5 separate regions of the Anser cygnoides genome follow, and regions 1, 2, 3 and 4 are each linked to region 5. A link is a contact called in public Hi-C data. All regions are on one chromosome and are shown on one strand. The core of a region is the stretch at or near the end of the contact, and the rest is flanking DNA. Distances in the headings are between cores, read along the strand shown. Region 1 overlaps RAD51B (RAD51 paralog B). Region 2 overlaps RAD51B (RAD51 paralog B). Region 3 overlaps RAD51B (RAD51 paralog B). Region 4 overlaps RAD51B (RAD51 paralog B). Region 5 has its middle 15 kb from the start of ZFP36L1.

Evidence for each region. Hi-C and Micro-C count contacts between places; a contact is called where the count stands out from the background.
Region 1: a Hi-C map of liver shows a contact between it and region 5, with 2.8 times the contacts expected there. The contact joins two enhancer-like sites. A contact is called at or near these places in 5 of 7 Hi-C or Micro-C datasets (fetal liver, granulosa cells and liver).
Region 2: a Hi-C map of liver shows a contact between it and region 5, with 2.2 times the contacts expected there. The contact joins two enhancer-like sites. A contact is called at or near these places in 2 of 7 Hi-C or Micro-C datasets (both in liver).
Region 3: a contact with region 5 is called in a Hi-C map of liver, with 2.4 times the contacts expected there. The contact joins two enhancer-like sites. A contact is called at or near these places in 4 of 7 Hi-C or Micro-C datasets (granulosa cells and liver).
Region 4: a contact with region 5 is called in a Hi-C map of liver, with 3 times the contacts expected there. The contact joins two enhancer-like sites. A contact is called at or near these places in 2 of 7 Hi-C or Micro-C datasets (both in liver).

The regions. Positions count from the first base shown.
Region 1 is chr5:28,896,658-28,901,287 of Taihu_goose_T2T_genome, reverse strand. All of the region lies in intron 7 of RAD51B (RAD51 paralog B), which reads right to left. Among named protein-coding and RNA genes, the nearest start is that of RAD51B, 34 kb to the right of the region's middle. Within about 2 kb of position 3,072, at least 2 of the 3 cell types and tissues checked have open chromatin away from gene starts, as enhancers often do. A contact at or near this core is called in fetal liver and liver, where this site is marked.
Region 2 is chr5:28,927,800-28,932,105 of Taihu_goose_T2T_genome, reverse strand. All of the region lies in intron 7 of RAD51B (RAD51 paralog B), which reads right to left. Among named protein-coding and RNA genes, the nearest start is that of RAD51B, 65 kb to the right of the region's middle. Within about 2 kb of position 2,240, at least 1 of the 3 cell types and tissues checked has open chromatin away from gene starts, as enhancers often do. A contact at or near this core is called in liver, where this site is marked.
Region 3 is chr5:28,997,940-29,002,595 of Taihu_goose_T2T_genome, reverse strand. The region is part of intron 7 of RAD51B (RAD51 paralog B); the gene reads right to left. Among named protein-coding and RNA genes, the nearest start is that of RAD51B, 140 kb to the right of the region's middle. Within about 2 kb of position 2,510, at least 3 of the 3 cell types and tissues checked have open chromatin away from gene starts, as enhancers often do. A contact at or near this core is called in liver, where this site is marked.
Region 4 is chr5:28,967,448-28,971,781 of Taihu_goose_T2T_genome, reverse strand. All of the region lies in intron 7 of RAD51B (RAD51 paralog B), which reads right to left. Among named protein-coding and RNA genes, the nearest start is that of RAD51B, 100 kb to the right of the region's middle. Within about 2 kb of position 2,806, at least 2 of the 3 cell types and tissues checked have open chromatin away from gene starts, as enhancers often do. A contact at or near this core is called in liver, where this site is marked.
Region 5 is chr5:29,310,851-29,315,383 of Taihu_goose_T2T_genome, reverse strand. No RefSeq gene overlaps it. Among named protein-coding and RNA genes, the nearest start is that of ZFP36L1, 15 kb to the right of the region's middle. Within about 2 kb of position 1,408, at least 3 of the 3 cell types and tissues checked have open chromatin away from gene starts, as enhancers often do. A contact at or near this core is called in fetal liver and liver, where this site is marked.

The sequences.
Region 1 (4,630 bases), core at 1,823-4,322, 420 kb after region 5:
GAGATGAAACTCACTGGCAAATACTCAAGTTAAAACAAGCCAAGGGGTAAGCTCCCTGCAAAGTCACACTGATCAAACTTCATTGCAGGTAACACCTGTTTAACAGGCAACGTTTCTCCAAATGGAGTTGCAATCCCATAAACATTAATGAAGCATATATAGATATTTCTATCTATTTTACGAAAATTGGTTAAAAAAAGATGAAAGATACTAGAAGACGGAGGATTCTGACTGTAAATTAATACACTGTTCTAGCCTTCAAACACTTCGATGAACCTGGAATTGGCAGTGATAAAATGACGTAGGAAGAAGAACGTAAGGGTTCATGTCCAATTGTGTCCTTATTAAAATAAAATGATCAGTAGAAGGGCCAGAGAATGAATCATAAGCTAAGTCTGACTATACCTTCTTAACTCAGCAATAAACATCAGTGCTGAATCACAGTGACAGGCTGTTATTAGGAGGAAGTCTGTATTGCTGCTTCAGCTTTCAGGACTGGCAATACTCTATCTACTACTTGAAATGAAAATGTTTAGAAGAAGTAAATGGCCAAGTAGTACTGCCCAAGGGTACAGCACCCAACACTGCATTAAGTAACCACTTCGGAATACTCTCAAATCACGTGTTCACATTTTGATTAGCAAAACTACTGGCACACACTTAGCCTTGGTTGTGCTCAGCCACAGAGAGGAATGCAGTATTTAAACTATTCTGATAAGATGAAATTGTTAGAAATCCACTTTGTTAGCAGGTTTCACCCTTCCTTTTCTATCATGGTCACATCACAAATGGATCAGGTATGGAAGACTAGAAAGAAATAAAGAAACCTTATTAGAAGGTATGCTGTAAATAACAGATTACAAAACCAAAAGGAACACCAGCAATGTGTTTAAGGGGAATCTGCCATTCAGTATTATGATTCAGGCTGGTCATGTCCTGCCCATCTGTAGTCTTAAAAAAAATCAACAATTTGTGAGAGAGGCTGCATGTACGGAAGAAAAATATGCATCTTTTACTATCTTCTAGGTCTATCTAACTGAAAGCAAAAGCTTTGAAGCTGTCTTCCAGTAAAACATGCCTGTTTCTACAAACAGCTAACTTTGTAACCAAATAAGTTTGGCTTTAATTCCAACATCATAAAACAAATGACTCAAGTGCCATCTACTGTGTCTGCAGTCAAGTGCAGTATTTCTACAGACAACAAACAGAAGTTAGCACCAAAAAATCATGCAGAAATAACTGATCAATTTTATGCCAGATTGGATACCGTAGCTTCAAGTACTGTCCTCCATGCAGGTTAGCACACATGCTATGCTGAGAGGACTACGCAGTCACCTTTGATGCATGGAATACAAGTTAATGTAACAATCTAAAGCAGATCCTCAGATTTATAATTAAATAAAAACCAAAGTGAGCCTGTTTCTATCTCACCTTGATTATGCTTCTACAATACCCTGTTTATTTTCACAAGATCAAGGAAATAAGATATGGAAAAAACTTATAGCAAACACCAGAAAAATAGCATTTTCCTATAGCCACCAGATAACTGCAGTGGAAATAACATTGCATTCTGCTATTTGGAATCAAAAGCATACGGTATATCTCAACAATTCCTGGATTAGCAAATCTTGCCTTTTAATTGCATTGCTTTAATAGGATAGAGTTCCAACAGTTCCCTTGAATGAAAGTCTCTTATTGAAGAACACAAGTAGAATATTACAGGAAAAATACAGCTGGGAGCTAGATGCATAACACACATCTTTAGATCTCATAATATCTGCCATTTCATGACATACAGAGCTATGCATCGAAATTACTTTGCTTCAATGTTCAAAAAAATGAAGAGACAGGTGTCCTTGCAATGCTGTAAAGTTTGCTGGTGGATTCCTTTTGGCTCTGTTAATCTCTTTTTCCATCACATTCTATTAAACAGGACTCATGGAAATTCACCACCTTTTTTTTTTTCTCCAGCCCCTCAACACTCATCAAAAGGTAAGATTTTGGGGCCAGAATTACTACCACATGCATTATTAACTGCAGACCATGGGAGCAGTTTTGCTGGCATGTTGGGGGGGGTGGGAGGGAAGGCAGCAAATCAGTTTCTAATACTCACTCTGCTGTAAATGCAGCCATGTGGGAAGCAAACGAAACAAGGCTGGGGCCACAGATCTATAACCTCGCTCTGCAAACACAGCTCCGCTCGCCTGCAACAATGCACAAAACAAACGGAAAAGGCCTCTCCTCTAATGTGAGCATTGCTCTTTCCAAAACGGCTCCCTCTCCAGCTCCGCTGGCATATAGGGAGGAATAACGCACAATCCTCTAAAATCAGAACAGCCACTCCATCACTATCACTACAGCGAACCACAAACACCCAAAGTGTTTTCCAGCAGAATCCAAACCCAGAGTGGACAAGAGTCTGTATTCAAATGCCATCCATGTTTCAGCATTCCTTTGAACATGAATTTTTAGTTCAAGCTTAGACGTGGTTATCAAGTAACAAGGAGAATTCATCCAGACTAATAAAACATAAAATGGTGCCTCCCACTTATTGGTTCCAAAATAAACACCACAACCAGCATGTGTGATTAAATCAAACTTCATATCCAAACTAAACACTGTTTCATGCACACAATGCAGGGTTTAAAATACCACAAATGTTCTGAAGGGGTCACAGGGTACACACAGGCAAACATAAAACCAATTTACAGCAGGAAATTTGGCAAAGAGGTATGAAAGGGGTCGAGGAATTGCTATTTTGGAGGAAAACTAGTACAGTATGGCACGCACCTGGTTCTCCTTCAACACTGATTGTCACTGTATGTGAAAACGTACACTGCTAGGAAGAGGTTCTGCACAGACCTCAAGAGCAAATTGCCCTGATGTACTTCAATGTCTGTTTGTAAAAGCACCACACTATGAATATTCAAGTGTTCAGTGTGAGCTGACAACAACCCTTTCCCCTATCAGCTGTGTTTTGGATTTCACGCTCACTGCCAGAGGGCTCACAGCTGGGAATTACATATAGGTCATGTGAAAAACTATTTCTTTATATACTTCTGTTCTCAGGTCTTATTCAGCAATAGAGTAAAATTTCAGACCAGTTTCCAACTGTCTCATCTTTAACTGAGCTGAGCATGCAAAGGTGAGCTGTGATGCAACTAAAAAGAATCATCAACGCCACGCCAGTTCCCCCTTACCAGCATTCCCCCAAACTGCACACCACTTGCCTAAAGCACTTCCCTTTCTTCCATTTCCAGGCTCTTGCATAGTCCCACCAAACTGGCCTAAGCCTAATAGGTAAAAGCAGTTGCAGATCTAGGTCTGGTTTCACAGGATGCTCTGGCAGTATCCATCCTCCCTGGCCTGCACAACTTGAGTACTCTCCAGCCAATCTTTTCATGATTTTGCCAACATGACTCAAGTTTGATTTATAGGAAATTATCTTTCACTTAGAGTTCTGAACTTTTGAGCATTACAATCTAACGGTTTCCAATCATAAGGGCTGGAAAGAATGGAGAACAATAGTGTTCATGTATCCAGGGAGAAAACAATCAACATTGTCACTTCAGTATCCGAGCTCCCCATTTCTGCCAAGCAACAGGCCAAAAGCCAACATGAATTTTGTGAAACAGAGTTCTTTCCCCTTTCAGGTGATGAAAAGGCACCACCTTGCGGTTGTTGCTCTGGGAGAAAGGCTTCGCCAACTGCCAGAAAAAGATCTAGTACAGCCAATTCCCAGTTGTGTCAATAGAAATTTCAAAAGGTTCGTATAACCAAAAAAAAATCACAAATATCAGAGCACATTTCAGCTATCAAAGCATTCTGCCTAACAGAAGTGAATAGCTGAAGTTTTAGTATATTTAGTCTCAAAGTGAATATTGAAGTTCTTTTAAAACAAAACCAGCTATGCAAAAGCCTAAAGTAGGAAATTTGCAAAAGCCTAAAGTAGGGAATTTTGCTTATAACATGCAGCAATAAACTTCTCCATTATTGCACCTATATTTGTTATTGTATCTTTTTCCATAAGCAATAGCAAACAGTCATAGTCAAAAGCGAATTCAAAGAGACACTGTGCAAACACACAGCCCACCACCTTTGTGCAAAATAAAATACACAAAGCTGTTATAGGATGGTTCATTGGAAGTTAGAATAAGAATATTGTACTTACTTCAGTTAGTGAGCAAACAATATTTGCCACAAATAGAATCCTTCATCCACAGACCTTTTCATTAAAGCTTCTTTTTCCTTTGCAAGTTAAACTTGGGCCAGGGGAGGTACCAGGCAACACAGCTAAGAAAATAATCCAAATGACTTCTAGTTCAGTGTCTGGCTACTAGAAAATATGTCCTCTTATCAAAATGCTGTAACCACATTCTAAGGTTAATGCAATATAAAATAAGTAACAGTGTACTGATGGAATACAAAATAACAGAATACATTTCAGAAAATATATATAGCCAGTATTCAGAAAGAACAGAAAGCAGAAAACGCCTGCAATTCCTCTTTTAAAAGTTAGTCAACTCCTTAATACATCATCTCCATACTCCACCAACACTGCCAGTGTTTTTGCAATTTATATAAAATGAACAACCAATAAAACCCACAAGAATATAAAATCTGTTTGCAA
Region 2 (4,306 bases), core at 991-3,490, 380 kb after region 5:
ATAAGACTGAACTATTTTACATTTATAAGATAAAAAGCAGAAGAATACGTTAAGAATGCAGATGTACCTAATTTAGTTTACAAAGCAGAAAACAGAAACCCTTTTTGTGAATGCATTGAAAGAAGCTATCCATAAGCCATTAATTCGTTAAGTATTCATGAATGGTCTACAGGCAAGTACAAAATAAGCATATTTCAAAATGAAAAAGAGACACAAAAGAAAATAAAGTATAAGGAAAAGAGAGAGAATAAGAAGACAAAGGTGAGACTAAAAGCCTCCAGATCCTTAATTTGGGGGCTGAGCCATACAGACCACACAACAGAAAAAAGTTTTTGCTGCAAGAAAAGTGAAAGCAACAGCCTTCGATTGCCACATGCTACAAGCCCTGTCACATGCAGGGAGACAACTGGGTACCAAATGATTCACTATATTTTTTCAGATGAAAAAGAATTATTTCCTGATGACAGACACAAGGTGGCTGCAAAATGACACATTCCCTGCGAGGCCTACCTAAATTATGCTAGGCCATTTGTAAGAATTGTGTGAACTCAAATACACACGGAGGTTCTGAAGTAATACAAAATCTCCGCTTTACCTTGCCTCAATCTTTCTACAACTTCAGAGCCAATTCTGCAAGTGAAATACCTCACCATAAAGCAAACAGTCTGAAGCGGGAAAACTGAACATGGAGGAAAAAAACAAGAAATATAATAAGCCTGTAGTGACACCAAGAGTATTGACATTTGCCCATCAAAGAAGGCTATATTTTCTATAGCAGGCTTAGACTGGAGCATTGAAAGCCGATCTGATGTGAAGCTATGTGACTGAGTTGCAATCTGAAACGTTTGCTAGAAAAGCTCTTAGACTAACAGAAAAAGCATATGCATAAATAAAAAAAGAAAATGCAAATTAGGTTCTAAATACACCAATGTTTTTTCTTATTTTTCTCTAGGATTGTACCTTCAAAGCAAAAACAGAGCACAGATACCATCAGTAATGTCTGAAACAGCCCACACCACTATCACCAAGGAAACAAGCTCTAGCAAGAAGAGCACCTAGTGAAATCAGAACCACACGGTTTGGTGGATGGCAGTACAACTGTTTGATTCACATTCCTAACAAAGGCATTGGTTGGGTTGCAAAGAGTACCGGTTCAGAAGAAGTAATATACATTAGTACTAGGTTACAGGGGCTCCATGAGCACCAGGAGGATTAAGATCCAGAAGAAAAGCAATACACAGAAAAGAACTCATGAATGGTGTTTTAAATGATTCACTGACATTAAGCCGTAGTTTATTAAAAAAGAAAAAGTGGTGAACTTTGCTAAGAGGCCCATTGCAGAGCAGTTTGCATAATTATTAGAAACAGCACCCCATTCACATTGCAGATTATAGAAAGGAGAAACAGCTTAGTAATTAACGGAAGTATTTTCAGCAGATATCTGAGAAAAACCCTCAAGAACAAAAAGAAGCATCTAGGGAAAAAAAGAAAAAAGACAGATAAAAAGTTAGGAGTAGAAGTCTGGGACTGACCATGGAGGTGGCTGTTAGAGACAAGGGATCGGATCCTCAGCTGGTCTATACTAGCAATGGGTTAAAGGGAACTATAGCAGGTTTTGACTTGTCAACAAAAGGAAAAAAGACATTACTGAGTCAACCAAGAATACAAAAACTCCTGTGTCCTTCATAACATTAGAGAAGAATCAGACAGCAATGACTATGTTAAACTAAATTCAGTATTGTCACTAAGTTAGTGCTCTCCTGGCCAGCAGGACTTCGCACCTTACGTTTGTAAACACGTCAGTCACAAGTAGGGAGGCCTTCTCTCAGAGGACAAACAAACTGTTTCGACCTCTTCCAGTTTGGAACATTATGCAAACGGAAAGCTTTTGTTGCCCTTACTGCCTACAGTAAAAGCACTGAAACAAAAGATCTGAAGATCATGTCCTAATCACCTAATCCTATTACCCAGAGGATCTTAATAGATGATAAACAGCAACTATAACACAACAACCAAAGTAGTTACAACTGCCTTTGCTGGCCTGGTAACTTGAGAATCGGTTCTTTTTTAAGAGAGCAACATAGAGGTAGAACATAGCTGTACATGGGGAAAAAAGTATGCAATTTTGCCTCTGCTGTGACACAGAACATTGTGTTTTCCTTCCTTTCTTAGAGCAAAATATTTCACTGTAGATAAACAAGGGGAGATTACAAGGAGTGCAGCTTGCTACAGAACACATAAAAACGCCTTTGACCACAAGTGATGTCCTGATGCGTTAGAGCAGAATGGGGAGGATGAGAGAAAGTGAGGAGAAAATGAATTGCTGGGTACCCTGCAAAACAGACTGAATTGGATTGACAGGACTGAGATGAACTTCTCAATTGAGAAGGCACATCCCAGCACCTGCTGGAAGTCAGGTGGACTTCCCTCCATGTTGCTAGTACTTCTGCGGTACAAAGATGCCCAAATATATTTACTAGGGTAACACTACCCTATGTGCTCAGAAAGAAGAAGCAAGAAAGAAGAGCAAGAATACAGATGGCATACAATTCCACTTCCAGTGACACTACCCTGCTAGGTTTTATTGTGAACTCCATTTATACAGCTGATTATGAATTCCTGGTGAACTCTGATTACTGCAATAGCAGCTGTACTACTTCCTTTCTCTTAGCACTTAACTGCACTCTTGCTTAGTGAGTGGTATATGAATGTTTATGAAACAAGTACAGGAAGATCAAATAAAAGCAATGATTTCCTCTTAGACCTCCACCAGTACATTACGTGTAACCTGCCAACACAGGACCAGTTAGTCTCTGACCTGCAGCAGCTGGAAGTAGCTGAATTCCAGATGGCCCTAGAAAGCTGCTTTTGTATAGCCTGCATCTTACTTCTACCAACCTGACACAGAAAATCAGAGCAAGCTCCCATAACAAACGACATCTCCAAACAGAGGAAATCCCCAGCCATCCAGTATGATGCAGTCCTTGCAGTCAGTGTAGGATCTCGTTTGAGATCTATCAGGTCCAGTACTACAGAAATGCCATCACTACTGAAACTCGAATCTAGTTTCTCTACACCAAAATCCATCCATACAGTCATACATTATTTTGTCCTAAAAGACTTGTGCGCTCTCTCTATATATTAATGTATATTTTTAATAAATGTTTACATTTATAGATTATATATAAAACAAAGCAAAATTATTGCTTTAGGTACACAGCAAGCCTCACTTTTAAGTTACGTTATGCGACCAATATGCACCAGTGACTGGTGAGGTACGATATTTCTTTCACCTTATATAGTTATTAGCAAAATTAAAAACATTTGTATTCCAAAGCAGAACACAGTAACCAACAACCAGAAACAATAGAAGACAAATTTGCCTTAAGAATTCTCTCATTTTCAGTCTTGAACTATCTTGTTTTAATTTTCCATGATCAGACTTAAAAAACAGGGCTATAAAAAGACAATTACATGTGTGCCGGATGTCTCTCAAGGAGAAATTACTCAATTTGTTTTCACTTCATTCTGAAGATTGTGATCTAAGCACTGCACACCACTGCAGTTCTGTCTTGAACACCAAATTAGTCTTTTCTTTCTGAAGCCTACGTTAAATGCTTCGCAGCTGCTTTGCCTTCAGAATACCTCTGTACTGAGAAAGGGATTAACTCCATTTGCAGATAGGGAACGGAGCCACAAAAAGTTAGTTTTGAGTGCCTGCCTGAGCCACTCAGGACTTGATTGTTCAGTTTAATGTGGCACACTGTTACATTTGATTTGTTAAACGAACAGCCTCTACTCAATGTAGCTGTAGATGAGTGAGCACTTCACTCTTAATCTCACAAATCAAGCATTTAGAAAAGGAGATGTAATATTAATGATCAGATATGAAAAATCTGCTCAATTATTTAGTCATCCCTAAGCATATGTCTACATAGTTACCAAACCAAAGGCATATCTGATTCCCCAGGGAAGAATTCAGCTGTCTTGATTATGTATTATTTACTTCAAAAAAAACCATTTTTCACAACCTATGAGGCAGTGATCTTACAGCCTCTTTCAATGCAAACAGAGCCATTCCCTGAACAGACTGAGGCAGGGATACCCTCTAAAATAAAAGTACACATTAGTGAGATTAGATTTCATAATACTAAAAGGGAAAAATTACTGTTGTATGGAAATATTTAATATCCTATTCTTGACTCTGTCACACTACCCTCAATAATGTTTTGATCTATTTAAATACTATTATATATCTCCATGTTTCCACATGGGTTCTATTAAGAATATTAAAGATTATTGCATT
Region 3 (4,656 bases), core at 1,261-3,760, 310 kb after region 5:
AGCCTACCAAGTAATCAACCATTCATTCCTTTAGAGTAATAAAGTACTACTACCCCTGGTAGATAGGGACCAAAATATGGGGAGAAAAAGGCTCAATCACCTCTCTTAACTAGTTAAAAAAAAAAAGGTGCAGACTTGGGATCCTTCCCTTCTCAGGAATTTCTCCTTTAGAATCAGGGAGAAATAATTGCTGGGGAGCCTTATCTCTTGGGGGGGAACAGAGAAATTGGGGGCTAACACGTATGCATGTCCTGCACAGTGTATGCAAAGTTGAACAGAAAAAGGACATGCCACATAGATCTCAAGCTGGCAGGTAAATCAGCCACAGATAAAATAAACTGTGTGTGATGCCATGGTCTGTAGGCACAGATTCAGTGCCCTGCTCTAACTTCTAAACAGATTAAAGAAAGGGCCCATAGCTTAATGTTGCTCCAAGACACACAGAGTTTCTCTAAAGCCTTGCATGAGGGCAAACGTTTACTGATTCATATCACCTAGGATACAAAACTGCCTTCAGTTGGTAAAGTACTCCAGCTGCTACCGAGCTGGGATGTATATGAAATGGTAAACTACAGGTGAAGCTTGTATAGTCCTAACATAATACCCTGATTCATCCAGTCTCTTTCCCTTGGTCTTGACAAACACACGAGAGACTACAACAGAAAGGTGCTGGTTAGTGTCTACACTGGTCAAAGCCTCAATGACATTGCTCATTTTCTCAGGCTCACCCACACTAACAGTAAATATCAGTTTCATGGACAAGGAAAGTGCCACAGAAGAAATCATTAAAAAGAACTAGAACGATTACCACTTTGTGACTCAAACCCTGGAGCCTGAAATTTGAGTAGACTTCATTTTACTTTCTTTAATGAATTCCTCTGCTTCTGTCATGCAGCTAATTCGACACATTTCCTCCTGCTCTGATTATTAAAAAGGAAAACCAGCTAGTATAAACATCAAAGAGCCGGCATTATTGCCTTCTGGGACACCAGTGTATTTTCCAAAGCTACAGATAAAAAAAACAAGTGAACTTGCTGATCCCTTTACAGAAGGGTGTACAAAACCTCACCTAATGTGATCACTACCTAAAAGGCCACATTTATATGCAATGAAATTTGGAGAGCTGAGGCTTAGTGAGACAGGATTGCAACCACGGCAGGAGAGAAGTACAAAAGATCCAAGCTACCCTGCACAGGGGCACAGCTCTGCCTCTGCACTGAAAACAGCAGCTCAATGCTTCTTCCTTTATTTTCCAGCCCTTCGCAACCATAACTCCACAGGCACACATATTATAAATTCACTATACTTCATTTTTAATTCATGCTACTTCAAATAACAATAAAGGTGTTAAATCACCTTCGCCTTTGTTTCTGGTCCAGCACAGACTGCAACGAGACCAACAGTCTCCTGGTAACTTTGAATCTCACTGAGTTATGTCAAGAGAATATTTGTGAACTACTCTACTATTCATTTTACTTGTCAACTTCCTCACAGGTAAAAGCAAATACAATACTATTAATATGAACTGTATGAATCTATCCTATTTTACAGAAGTTTGACAAAACCAGAAACACTTTCCTAACCATTTATTCCTACTTAAATCCCTCAAAAAGACTCAACTATGCTGGCAATTAAAATCTTAGCTACTGTATTGCAAAAGTTTTCCTAGGCCAGCACAACAAAAATTACTGTGTGACTCCTGCTGACTTCAGGGGCCAACAGATCAGACCTTAAATTCCTTTCCTTCCAAAACACTAAAATTTCCTGCTATCAAGCAAAAGAAGGTAGCCCTAACCACAGGGCAAACTTCCTGTGAGATGTAATTGGATTACATCAATTTCTACAGTGCCAGAACCCCCAGACTTGCATCTCTCTTTTCTAAGGGTGACAGACCACAAACAAGCAAAAAAAGAAAGCCAGCAGCCCTCTAGCTTGAGAGTTGAACAAAACCAGAGGCTCCAACACTCTCACCATGGGTACCCCTACGTGCACACCCAGATCTCTAACCTCTCGGACCAAGGGTCTCCAACAACACTCAAGCAGCCCGTGTGCCCCAGGCATCCACCTCCAGCTGGGCACAACCATGTCTGCCTGCACCCATGCGCCTGATCCTTTGCATGGCTCTGACCCAAGCTCACTGAAATCCTTTCTGCAGGCTGGGTCGGGCTCTGCAGTCCCTGAGCTCCCAGGTGCCACCTCAGCCACTACCGCTGCAGGAAGATGTTCCAGAAACTCATGCCAGGGACACGCTGGTTAAGAATTTGCAGCTGAAAAATTGTAACAGCTTTAACCCCGGGGTGTAGTATTTCAAAATGATTTTGTTGTATACCGTGCGCTTGCACTGACAGACACTGCTGGCTTGGGTAACGAGCACGGCTTTGCCCAACCGATGACTGACCTGAGCAGAAGGCGTTTCAGTTGAAATTTAACTTCTGTACACAAGCCACAGCACACTGCTGGAAAACCAGTGATGTTGCAAGTGTGGGAAAGCCCCATGCCATTGGCTCGTGTGAAAGTCAGTCTATGGTCCAGAACCTAGAAACAACAACATTATCTAGCCAACGGCAAACGGCAGGCAGATATTGCTCAAGTGTTCTCAGGGCTTCGGAGCCAAAGACTGAAGTTACACAATCAAGATCACTTCTCCACCCCGCCCTACTGGGCAAATGCTTGCAAGTTTTCATCTGGAAGAAAAAAAAAAATCAATATTTTCTTAGCTACACCCTTGAAGTTTCACTCCACACTTAACAAGAGAAACTAAACAAGGAAACGTGGATTGCCATTTTCATTGGCATGAGACTTAGGACTTCAGTCGTTCTGTCGGCCACATCCAACAAAACCAGGAAAATGAAGGTGGATTAAAATAACTATCATTTACAACTTCATTAGCCGTACACAGAGAGGCCTACAGGAATACCTAGCCTACTTTCCTACCAATAAAGCACTGTCTTTCTCTGCAGTATATTTTCCAGTATATCAATCTAGGCTGGTTTTAAAAATTCCAAGTACAGGAACTTTTGCCAGCTCCAAGGAAAATTTACCACATCCTTTCACTGGTACTTGGATCTTCAGCCAGTTACAGTCACACAGACGGAACTAAGCCAGAGGTTTTATGCAACGTATGTTTCATCCAATAAAAATTATTTCTACATCTAACGCCATAAAGCTATTTGAAAAGTGTAAGTTAAAAGAGAATGCATATTCAAGGCAAATTATTTCCATGCACAAACATCTTTCTAAGAATCTCCAAGTCAGTCTTCACTGTCTTCAGTACATATTTCCTGATTTCCTTCTTAAGGTAGCCGTAAGTCTTGTTTCAGAGACTGTGAAACCTACAGGCAGACTGACCACTTTCATTACTGAAGACTAGACAGAAAATGTAGAGCAAAGCTAAGAACGGGGCTAGACCTGCATGGTACTTAATCTACTGATTAGACTGTGGATTTTCAAGCTCAAAGGTCACAAACAGCTTTCAAGGGGCGATGACAATCCTTTCTTTATGATATGCCAAGTATTGAGCCAAAACTTTACTACCTTTTCAAAAAGAACACCACCATCTGGAAAAATCTGAGAAAATGATTTTATTAAATCATATCTGGAGGAAGTGGTGAATAGCTCTAAGAAATTTCAGATGAAGATCAAGTGAACCACTGTTAATTTAAGTAAAAACTGTACTTGAAAAACATTACACTGGTATTGTTTTCATGCTTGGAAATGCTTCTCAAAACAAGAAATTTTTGCCACTGGCCTTACTTTTTTAGTGGAAGCTTCTTGAAGAGGGAAAAGAAAGAAGGCTTGGAAATGCTCATGGAAGTGAAATACCCACCTCTCTTTTCATTGTCACCAGTTTAGAAAAATGTTATGAGAAAAAGGCAGACTTTTATTTTAGAAGTTCCATCTAGGATGACATAACTGTACAGCAATACAGAATTAAGTGGATTATAAAGACTACCACTAAAAAGTACTGTGAATCACCTTTAAGTCTGAGTTTAGCCCTTAGCTTACCAATATTCTGCTTTTTGTCCACGCCTAAACAGTGTTTTACTTTCAAAAACTGAATTTTACTTCTTTCTTAAAAGGTTTGCTGACTCCAGTCCAGCTAGGAGATGATCCTCCTCCCCACCCAGTAACCAAGGATGCAGTGGAAGTCAGAGCATGTCTTCAAGGACAGAATTTTGTTTCAAAGTTCCCAGTCTTTGCCACAAATGTTTTACCAGATCTAGCTACAGCAAAAACAACTCAATGGATATAAATATCACCACACATTTGCAGACACTGGGCAGAACCAACAAATCTTTCTTTCTGGATAGCAGCCAGTGGGAGATTCAAAGACTGTAAGGCTTTGCAAGAGGAAACAATTCAGCCTCCTGTAACAAATGTGCTGTCCCTAAAGAATGGTGTCATGGAAAGCAGAACACAGAGGAACAGGATTTTAAAAACTACATGCTGCACGGCTAACCAGCTTTCCAAACAACCCCTTATGAGTAATTTTATACTGGGCAGATATTAAACGTATAAAATTAAAATAAATTCTCTCTTTGCATTTTCTGGTGTCCTTCTCAGAATTTAAAAGCTACTTCTCAGGAAAGATAGCTAATTCTTTCTTTCTTGAATCTAGCTGTATCTTAAAACTGCTGTTCTACCAGAAAACCAAAT
Region 4 (4,334 bases), core at 1,557-4,056, 340 kb after region 5:
ATAATACTCTGTTATTAAAGTCCAAAACTATAATATAATACTCCCAATGGAAGATTTCTGGAAAAGAAAATAAGAAGCTTAGACATGGCCAGCAGCATGGCATATTATGCCAATTTTTCCTTGACTCTTGAAAGGAAAGAAACAAAAACAACCCTTCTTGAAGAATACTTGACAGTCAAAATGCTTGTGAATCACTTTCTGAAACACGAGGAGTAGAACTGTTGCAGTGAAACTGGGCAACATGGGCTCTTTTAGGAGTAACACAACTCTAAGTATCGGTCTGACTTATGTCTTATCTTATGGTATCTTGCAGAAAAATAAGCTAATGGTTGGGAGGAAATCTCTCTAGGAATGAAATTATGTTGAATGGAAATTATGGAAAAGAGGGGCTAACAAGAACTCTGAGCAACATCACATTCAAGAGCAGGGGGTTCTCCACACATATTTGTTGGAGTAGCTCTGCAGCCCTGAACTTCTGATCAGAAATCCTAGAATTGTGGAATGGCTTGGGTTGGAAGAGCCTTTAAAGATCACCTAGTTCCAACCCCCGTGCAAGGGTGTATGTGTGTGCCACCCACTAGACCAGGTTGCCCAGGGCCTTGTCCAACCTGGTCTTGAACATCTCCAGGGATGGGGCATCCACAAATTTTCTGGACAACCTGTTATAGTGCCTCACCACCCTCTGAGTGAACAATCTCCTCCTAACATCTGATCTAAATCTCCTTTTAGTTTAAACCATTCCCCCTTTCTTTTCTAGCCGATGTACCTACAGAACCCCTTCTTGTTATTTTTTTGCATCCCTTGCCAAGCTCGGTTCCATCTGTGCCTTGGCTTTCCTGATCCCATCCCTGCACATCCAGACAGCATCCCTGCACTCTTCCCAGACCACGTCCTTGCTTCCACTGCCTGTGCATTTCCTTCTTGTGCCTCAGTTTGACCAGCAGGTCCTTGCCCAGCCATCCCAGTTTCCTGCCCTCCCTGCTTGCTTTCTTACACACGGGGATGGAGAGTTCTTGCGCTCTAAGAAGAGCGTCCCTGAAGAGTTGTCAGCTCAGTTCAGCTCCTTTGTCCCTAAGGACAGTGTTCCTGGGGATCTCGTCCACTAGATCTTGAACACTAGAACAATCACTAGAAGAAGTTCGCTCTTTGGAAGTTCAGTGTCCTGACATTGCTCTTTCCCAGGCCCATATTCCTCAAGATCACAGACTCAACCAGGGTGTGGTCATTGCAGTACAGACTGCCTCCAATCTTGACCTCTTTAATGAGTTCATCTGTACTGGTAAGCACCAGGCCCAGTAACACTTCTCTGGTTGGTTTGTCTAATACCTGGACCAGGAAATTGTCCTCTACATACTCTAGGAGTCTCCTGGACTGCTTACAGCCTGCTGGGTGACTTTCCCAGTAGACACCTGGGTGGTTGAAGTCCCCCATCAGGATGAGCGCGTGCGAGCTTGATGCTTCTTGTAGCTGACTCAAGAAGGCCTCATCAAAAGGCTCCCCTTGATCAGGTGGCCTGTAGCAAACCCCAACCACAAGGTGTCCTTTATTGCTCTGGTCCTTAACATTTACCCACAAGTTCTCAACCTGTCCATGGCTGTTTCTCACAAGCATCTCTCCACAATCAATCCGTTCCCTACCAGAGAGCAACACCTCCACTCCTCTTTCCCTGCACCTCTCTTCTGAAAATCTTGTAGCCCTCTGCTCCAGTGTTCCAGTTATGTGATGTGTCCCACCACATTTCTATGACAGCAGTTAGGTCACAGTTCTTTCATTGTACCATGCTTTCCAGCTCCTCCTGCTTGACTGAGGTTAATGACCTTCATCATTAATGACTAAGGTTAATCCCTAAGGTTAAGCCTCAATCACAAATGACTAAGGTTAACCCTTGTGTAGCTATTTAGTTTCCCAGATTCTTTCAGGTCTCTTGGAGATGCCACATCAACACAGCTGTAATGTTGGGAAGGCGCCAGGTCAAGCCTCGTATGCCGTAAGTCTTAGACAGATGTTCATTTTCCATTTGAGAACCACAAACAGGCTGTTTCTCAGAAAGAATCTCCCAGATGCTGTCAGGTCTTTACCTTCCCCTCAGGAAACCACAGAAAGGAAAAAGATACAAGGATTTAAAGACTACACTCAGTCTGAGTACAAGGTCTGGGAACAGTTTCAGATTCAAGACAAAATAGCACATGCCAGATCTAAAAGCTGTCAGCCTCAAAACAGCAGTCGAAGTAAACAGGGAAGATATCACCTGACCACAAAATAGACAGTGACAAGGGCAGAGTCTTCAAAGATATGAGTATCTAATGCAAGAAGGTAGAACCGGAGATAATGCTGTAAGGAAAAAGTCCAAAAAAAGACAAAACAAGTATCTTTCAAACACTGGTACAAAATATAGCAAGCAAAATATGAAAGGAGAACATTTTTTAAACAACAAACTAAAGAGGGAGGATGAAGAAAATTTCTTGGAAGAGGTCTGCATCAAGTCTCATGAAGAGAGTCCAAACTGCAGTTACCAGAAATATTCAAGCCAAGTGTCTTGAATTTGTTGAAGGAAGCGTATTTGTAAGTTAACAAAGTTAAGACTGAGTGCTCAAAATTCCTCAAATCGTAATTTCCTTGTATCATAAACTGACAGATTTTTTTTTCTTACCAACTAAGAAATGACCACTGTGCTTTCCATTGTGTCCTTTCTTCCAAGTGAAACAAATTTTGCAAGCTAATCACCACCAGATGCCTTCCAGAATCAGACTTTTCAGCAGAAAGGGTAGCAGACAAGAAAAAAAAAAAGAGATGAAAAGGTACTAAAGGGGAAAAAAATTCATATGTTGTTTCTATTGCTGAGCCATTGCTAGGCACACAAGTGCGAAAAATAATTTGAGTTCTTTAAACGCAATTCTATCTCAATTTTGAACTTCAGAGCAAAATGTCACAGGAAAAAAGCTTGCTACCACACTATACAGTAACATGTAGCCTCATCACTAATTTGAGAAGACAAACCACAAACGAAAATGTATCAAAGAATAAAGCAGATGGGAAAAAAAAATAATTAAAATTAAAAACCCAAACACTTTCCTTTTATTTCACTAATCACTAACATCACCTGGCACAACAATGCTTGTCCTGAGCAACAGGCTGAGGTCATCCCAGTCTCTTACAAAATCCAATGAAACCTTTGGTTTGTACCCAAATTCTCCCTAGGGCAGATCACAGTTTAACTTCAGCCACAAAAGCAATAATCCCTCTTCCAGATATCTAAAAACAAATAAACTGTACCTTTTAAATTCTACTAATCCATAAAAATATTGTCTACAACTGAAAATATAACGCGGCTTTAAATACTCAGGGTAAACTCCTATGTGGGAATTATTTCTACCCTTTCTTATTATATAAGAGTTGCCCAACAACTCCAGAAAAAAACACCTTTCCCTTTATATGATGAGTGCACTCCAACAGAAATGAATGTCAGTAGAAGCAGCTTTCTCTGTGCTACTCTACACTCCATTCACAAGCTAGAAATAGCATAGGTCAGTGTTAAATTAGGACAAAGACAAATCCTGTCTTTTGGAAAAAGGAAAGCAGTTTAACCTCTGTCAGTGGCTATTACACCTCTACAGCAGATTTAACATATCAGGTGATGTAAGAGCTCTGCATCTGCTGCAGTACAAACTCACATGTATTAGCTTTTTAAGCCAACCCAGCTGACTTTCTGGTGAATAGTCCAAAGGGTATTTATGCAATTTGTTTGCTAACTTAGTGGTAATAACAAACAGCACTGGGGGTAATTTCTTGCACCGTTCCAGCTACAAATGCGGCAATGGTCTGCTTATGCCATCAGGATCTCACAGACACAAACAGAAAAGAGAAGCACAATGACTGAGCACAATGCTTCACAGGATGAGCTCTGGGTAGCAGCAGCTTACACCCAAACCATTGAGATAATGCTTTCAAAAAGCATAAAAACAGGAGAGATAGAGACCCTTATAAGCCAGCTCTTCAGAATGGCAGGCAAATAGAGACTATTCACGGACTGAATACCTAAAACACTTCACAGAAGCAGACAATTTCTACATGGTCAGGGCAGTGGTCCAGCAACACCTTCTTAAGATGGTTCAGAACTGTAGTGTCCCTCTCACTGCTGTTTCTTGATTATTCACAGTATCACACAGTATCACAGATTTCTAGGTTGGAAGAGACCTCAAGATCATCGAGTCCAACCTCCGACCTAACACTAAGTACTCCACTAAACCATATCGCTAAGCTCTACATCTAAACATCTTTTAAAGACCTCCAGGGATGGTGACTCCACCACCTCCCTGGGCAGCCCGTTCCAATGC
Region 5 (4,533 bases), core at 159-2,658:
CTGCCCCGGTGAAGCAGCCTCCTGCCAGCTGCAAATCCAGCATGGCCCCGTGTCCTCCAAAATGAAGATTTCGTTCAACAGTTTTATGACTCTGTTACACAGCTCTGTTGTAAGCTTCCCACTATCTGCCTCAAGCAGCTCATCTCAGCGATTCCTCCCATGCTAATCTCTGTGATCTGTGACATGCATACAGCATCGACTGGAACAGAACCTCCCCTCTGCTGCGCCGTATTTGCCAGAACAGGCATAACTCAAGATAACCGGATTTGAAACAATCAGAGCAGGAAGCAGCAATAACTGGCCTGGAGGGAAGGCAGGGAGTTGCCCATAGACAGTTTTTCAGAAGGGTGCCCAATTTGTGATATCCGATCTCCTTCTGCGCTCCTTTAGCCCTGGTACAAAGGTAGGATGTAAGTCTTGCAGGAATTATCTTCACCCTCACTCCCTGGCTTCTGAGCGAGTGAGTTTAGATCTGCACCATCTTTTTCTTACGGCAGCGTTTCGCACGTGGTGACATGCGCAGAGACCTACATATGTGCGTGATGAAGACCTCCAGAGCCACATCTGCTTCAGACATGACACTGATGTCACCACCGCCGATGCAGATCTCTCTGTGGGAATGGTCAAGGCGGAGGACGGTGACGTTACTTTCTCCATGGAGCACACGGACCTCAAGGCTGGCTCTGGTACCGCTGACGCTTCCGCGGGCAGCACCCCGCAGCCCGTACGCAGCAGTGAGCCGGCCCTCTGCCCACCAGCGCCTTCATACCACGCGGGTCAGAGCGGGCCGAGGCAGGTCCTGGGCAGGCGCTCTCGCTGTCGAGCCGGCAGCTTAGTCACGGCGCTCTCCAGACAGCCATGTAAACATCACCCACAGTCCCCCGCAGCTGCCCTCCCCTCCGGCCTCTGCTGCAGCCCTGTCCCTCTGCGCCCCGTGCCAAGGGTCACAAGCTGGGACCAGCATTCGGGTGCCAAACGCAGCCCGTGGCTTTGAGCAGCCAGTCTGCTAGAGGTCGTCACACGCCTCCTTAAGCAAACAGGGATCCATGCCAGTTGATAAATCATTTACGAGGAGAAGTCAGAAGCAAAGAACTAGATTAACCAGGTCACTGGGTGTCCTGAGGGAATGACGTGTCAGTGGAGCTGAAACAGCAGATCCCACAGTTGCAATCTGCTGCCTTCTTCTGTCCTGACAGCAATTCATGGAAATCCCTGGAACTAGACACTAGTGATGGAAAAACCCATTAGCTCATCCAAGTCAGCTCGCTAGTTAAAGCAGTCACTCCCATTCTACATTTTTGGCAGAGTTAAAATGTCTCAAGAGAGGGGATTTCCACCAGTTCCTTCTCAAGGGGAAATTATTCCACCTATCAGGAAGACTGCCCTGAGTGGTGCTATTTTTGTAAAACAGAAGTAACTCCAAAGCCCAAGAGAAAAAAACAAAAGATTCTGATGCAGAAACACAGGCAGCGATGTTTTTCTGCCCCAACAGACATGTGCCATGCATGGCACACCTCCAAATGGAAACGCTGTGGGCACACGTGTGTGTTTATATATATATCCACCTAGGTGTGTTTATGTGTGTGTATACACACGTCCTCCCTCTGTCCAAAGGGTGGTTATGACCTTGTGCCTCCTTGTATAATCGATGTGTTGTATTGTGATCTCACACCTAGTTTAGACTTATGTAACGCCACTGACATCAAGGCAAAGAAAATTGCTAAATTAACTCTGAGGAGGGAACAGACGCGTGGAAAACGGGAGGCATCAGCTGGGTGCACACTTCCCATCCAAGCCTGGGGAGCGGGCACGTCGCCTTGCCGGGCCTCGGCTCCCCGAGCTGTGCCTCGAGGAGAGCGACCACCCTCACCGTGGCTAACTACGTTGCTGCTCAAAGCACTCGGGCCTGCGGTGATGGGAAAGGTGTTGCAATGCAGAGCAGCGCTGTGGAGGTTGTCAGCAGAGGCTATGGAGATTTTTGCAGCCAAGCTTTTCAGCACCTGGGAAGCACTTTGGGACAGTGGGGAAATAAATTAGCTGTGCAATGGCGTTTAAAGCCTTATCATTAGTTTCAGAGCTAATTCTGCATTCAGATGAATGGGCGTAGCACACATTGCTGAGCTAGAACTTGTAGAGATAGGGCGGATCGCTCTCTGTTCCCATTCAGAAAGCTTTCGGCCAGCAGAGCTCTAACTTGCAGTCTTGGTGGCGTAGGTCTGGAGCAGAGATCTGCGGCTAGGGTAGGTACAATGGCAATATTAGCAGCAAACAAACCCCATGTTATCCAGGGCCCTGATTACCATTGCAACGGGGTGTTGGCTATATGCATCTTACGAGAAGAAGGCGGGGTGCTGCCTGGGCGTTTGTCCTGAATTTGTAACTCCTTCTCAGCTAGTTGTTTTATTTGCCTCTCACAGTCTCACAGCTGGCACAGCTGTCTTCCCCATCTGGAACTCCTGAAACTCAGGCACTGTGTTTTGCAACATTGCCAGGACCCGACTGCCATGTACCCGTCAGTTATATTAAGGCTGCCCTCACGAGCACGCTGTGCGTTCTTGCGTTATTGTAGGGAGCTCATGAAGGCTGCTCTGAGCATCCCTGGCTTTGGGCTGGGCCTTCTGCTTTGCGGGGTTTATACCTTGTTCGTTTAACACAAAACACAGTGAAGTGCAAAAAAGTCCTGTGAGGACTGACATGGAGTGTGGAAAAAGATCTAACCAAAAAGGCGTAGGTCAAATTCTGGGCCTTGGCCGGGTCCCTTTAATTGCTGTCAAGTACCAGTGCCAGTTGACCTACTAAGCCCCTTGCCCCTTGCACTGTGGAGGGATAAGAGCGGGTGAAGCCCAGTAATAGTTTAACTATGATTAACTCTCTGCCAGTTCCACAACAGAGGACGAAAGGTGCTGACTCCGGGCGCTTCCACACGCCAGCCCACGCTCTCCCGCCACCCCTCACGCTGCTGGCCTGCCTTCCCCACAGCCTGAAACTCCAGCCTGACCCTCGGCAAGGACAGGAAACCTGAGCCTGCTGTGACTCTGCAGCCAGGTCTCTGGCAGAGTTTACGTGGTGCTTGCTCCCTAAAGGAGGGCCAGAGGAAGAGGAAGAGCCATCTTGCTCTCGATGCTTAAGACACCTCTCCATTTCCCTATGCCTGTAAGGTCCCACTGCTCCCCACAACCACACACCATGGTAGGAAGAGATGCAGGGAGGCCCTGGAGCAGCCTAGGCACTCAGGTGCATGCCCTTCGTGCTCCTGAGTCTGCTGAGACCCTGGTCTCTCATACCTTACAATCCGTGGGGGTTTGGCCATTCCTCTCAACATGTGCAGGACCAGGACTCCAGACTGGCCCAAAGTCCCCAGACATCAAAGAAGATCTTTCTGCAGACTTCACTGTGGCAATGGAAACCAGTTTTGCACGTGGCAAGGCAGAAGGCAGCTAAACTGCAGTTTAATTAGGATGACCTGCCACAAAGGTTCTGTTTAAAAGAAGGGAATACCACGGGTTTTACTTAAAAATACACAGATTTGTACAGTGAACTTCAACCTCCCCTCCGGTATTGTGAACCTGGTCACAGGCACATCCTGTCCGGGCCTGAGAAGCAGACAGACAGACATACAGACCTGCGTCAGAAAGTGGAACCGACTGATCTGACTCGCCCGCGCCGAGCTGAGGATGAGTGAAACCATGCGCCGTGCAGACAGTGTGGAAAGCAAGCGGAGGTGATAAGGAGCGGGGGTTTTCGTTGTTGTTGTTGTTCTTGATGCCGTGTGGGAGAGGAAAACGATATTGGCGAGGATCGTAAACAGCAATAGTTGCCACCAAATAGTGGTAATGTACGGCCCTGAATTTTCAGCCACGAATGGGCACCAAATGCCTGTCACCTGAGTGCTTGCATTGAGGAAAGCTTGATTTTCCAACAAGCACCCAGCGCTCCAAAATAGCCAGCATCACCTGCGAACATGGGCTCTGATCCTTATCTGCTGACCATGTGCCGTGAGAGCCGTTTCCACCTGAGAAGCAAACACTTTCCTTCCATTGCCTCACCGAGCCACGTTTCCTCTCACAGTCATTCACACCGGGGCTGTGTGGGGCCGAGTTAACCTAGGACAGCAGCGAAGGGGGGACAGGGACAGGCATGGGGACAGCCCTGCCCAGCACGCAGATCGTTTGCAGATCCTTGCGGCGTGGTGGGATTGACCAACACCTCGGCACAGGGCGTGTGCGTGCGTGTGATGTGGTTGCGGAGTGCACGGTCACCAGTGTTCAGCTGCCTACCCGTGTTCTGCGAGTGGCCTTGCGTTAGTTTCAGGCGTAATAACATCATGATATCATAATAATATATCACACTGTGATGACACCAGCCCATGGAGTAAGCCACGGCGATCTGATCTCATTCTGCAAACGTTGAGATGAGCATTACTGCTTCTCAGGACAGGTGGGTGGCAGGTAGATGGGGCTGGCACTACCTACATTGCCAGCCCTGGGTGGGAACGTGACCTCCTGGGTTATGCTCGACTCCTCAGCTCCTGAT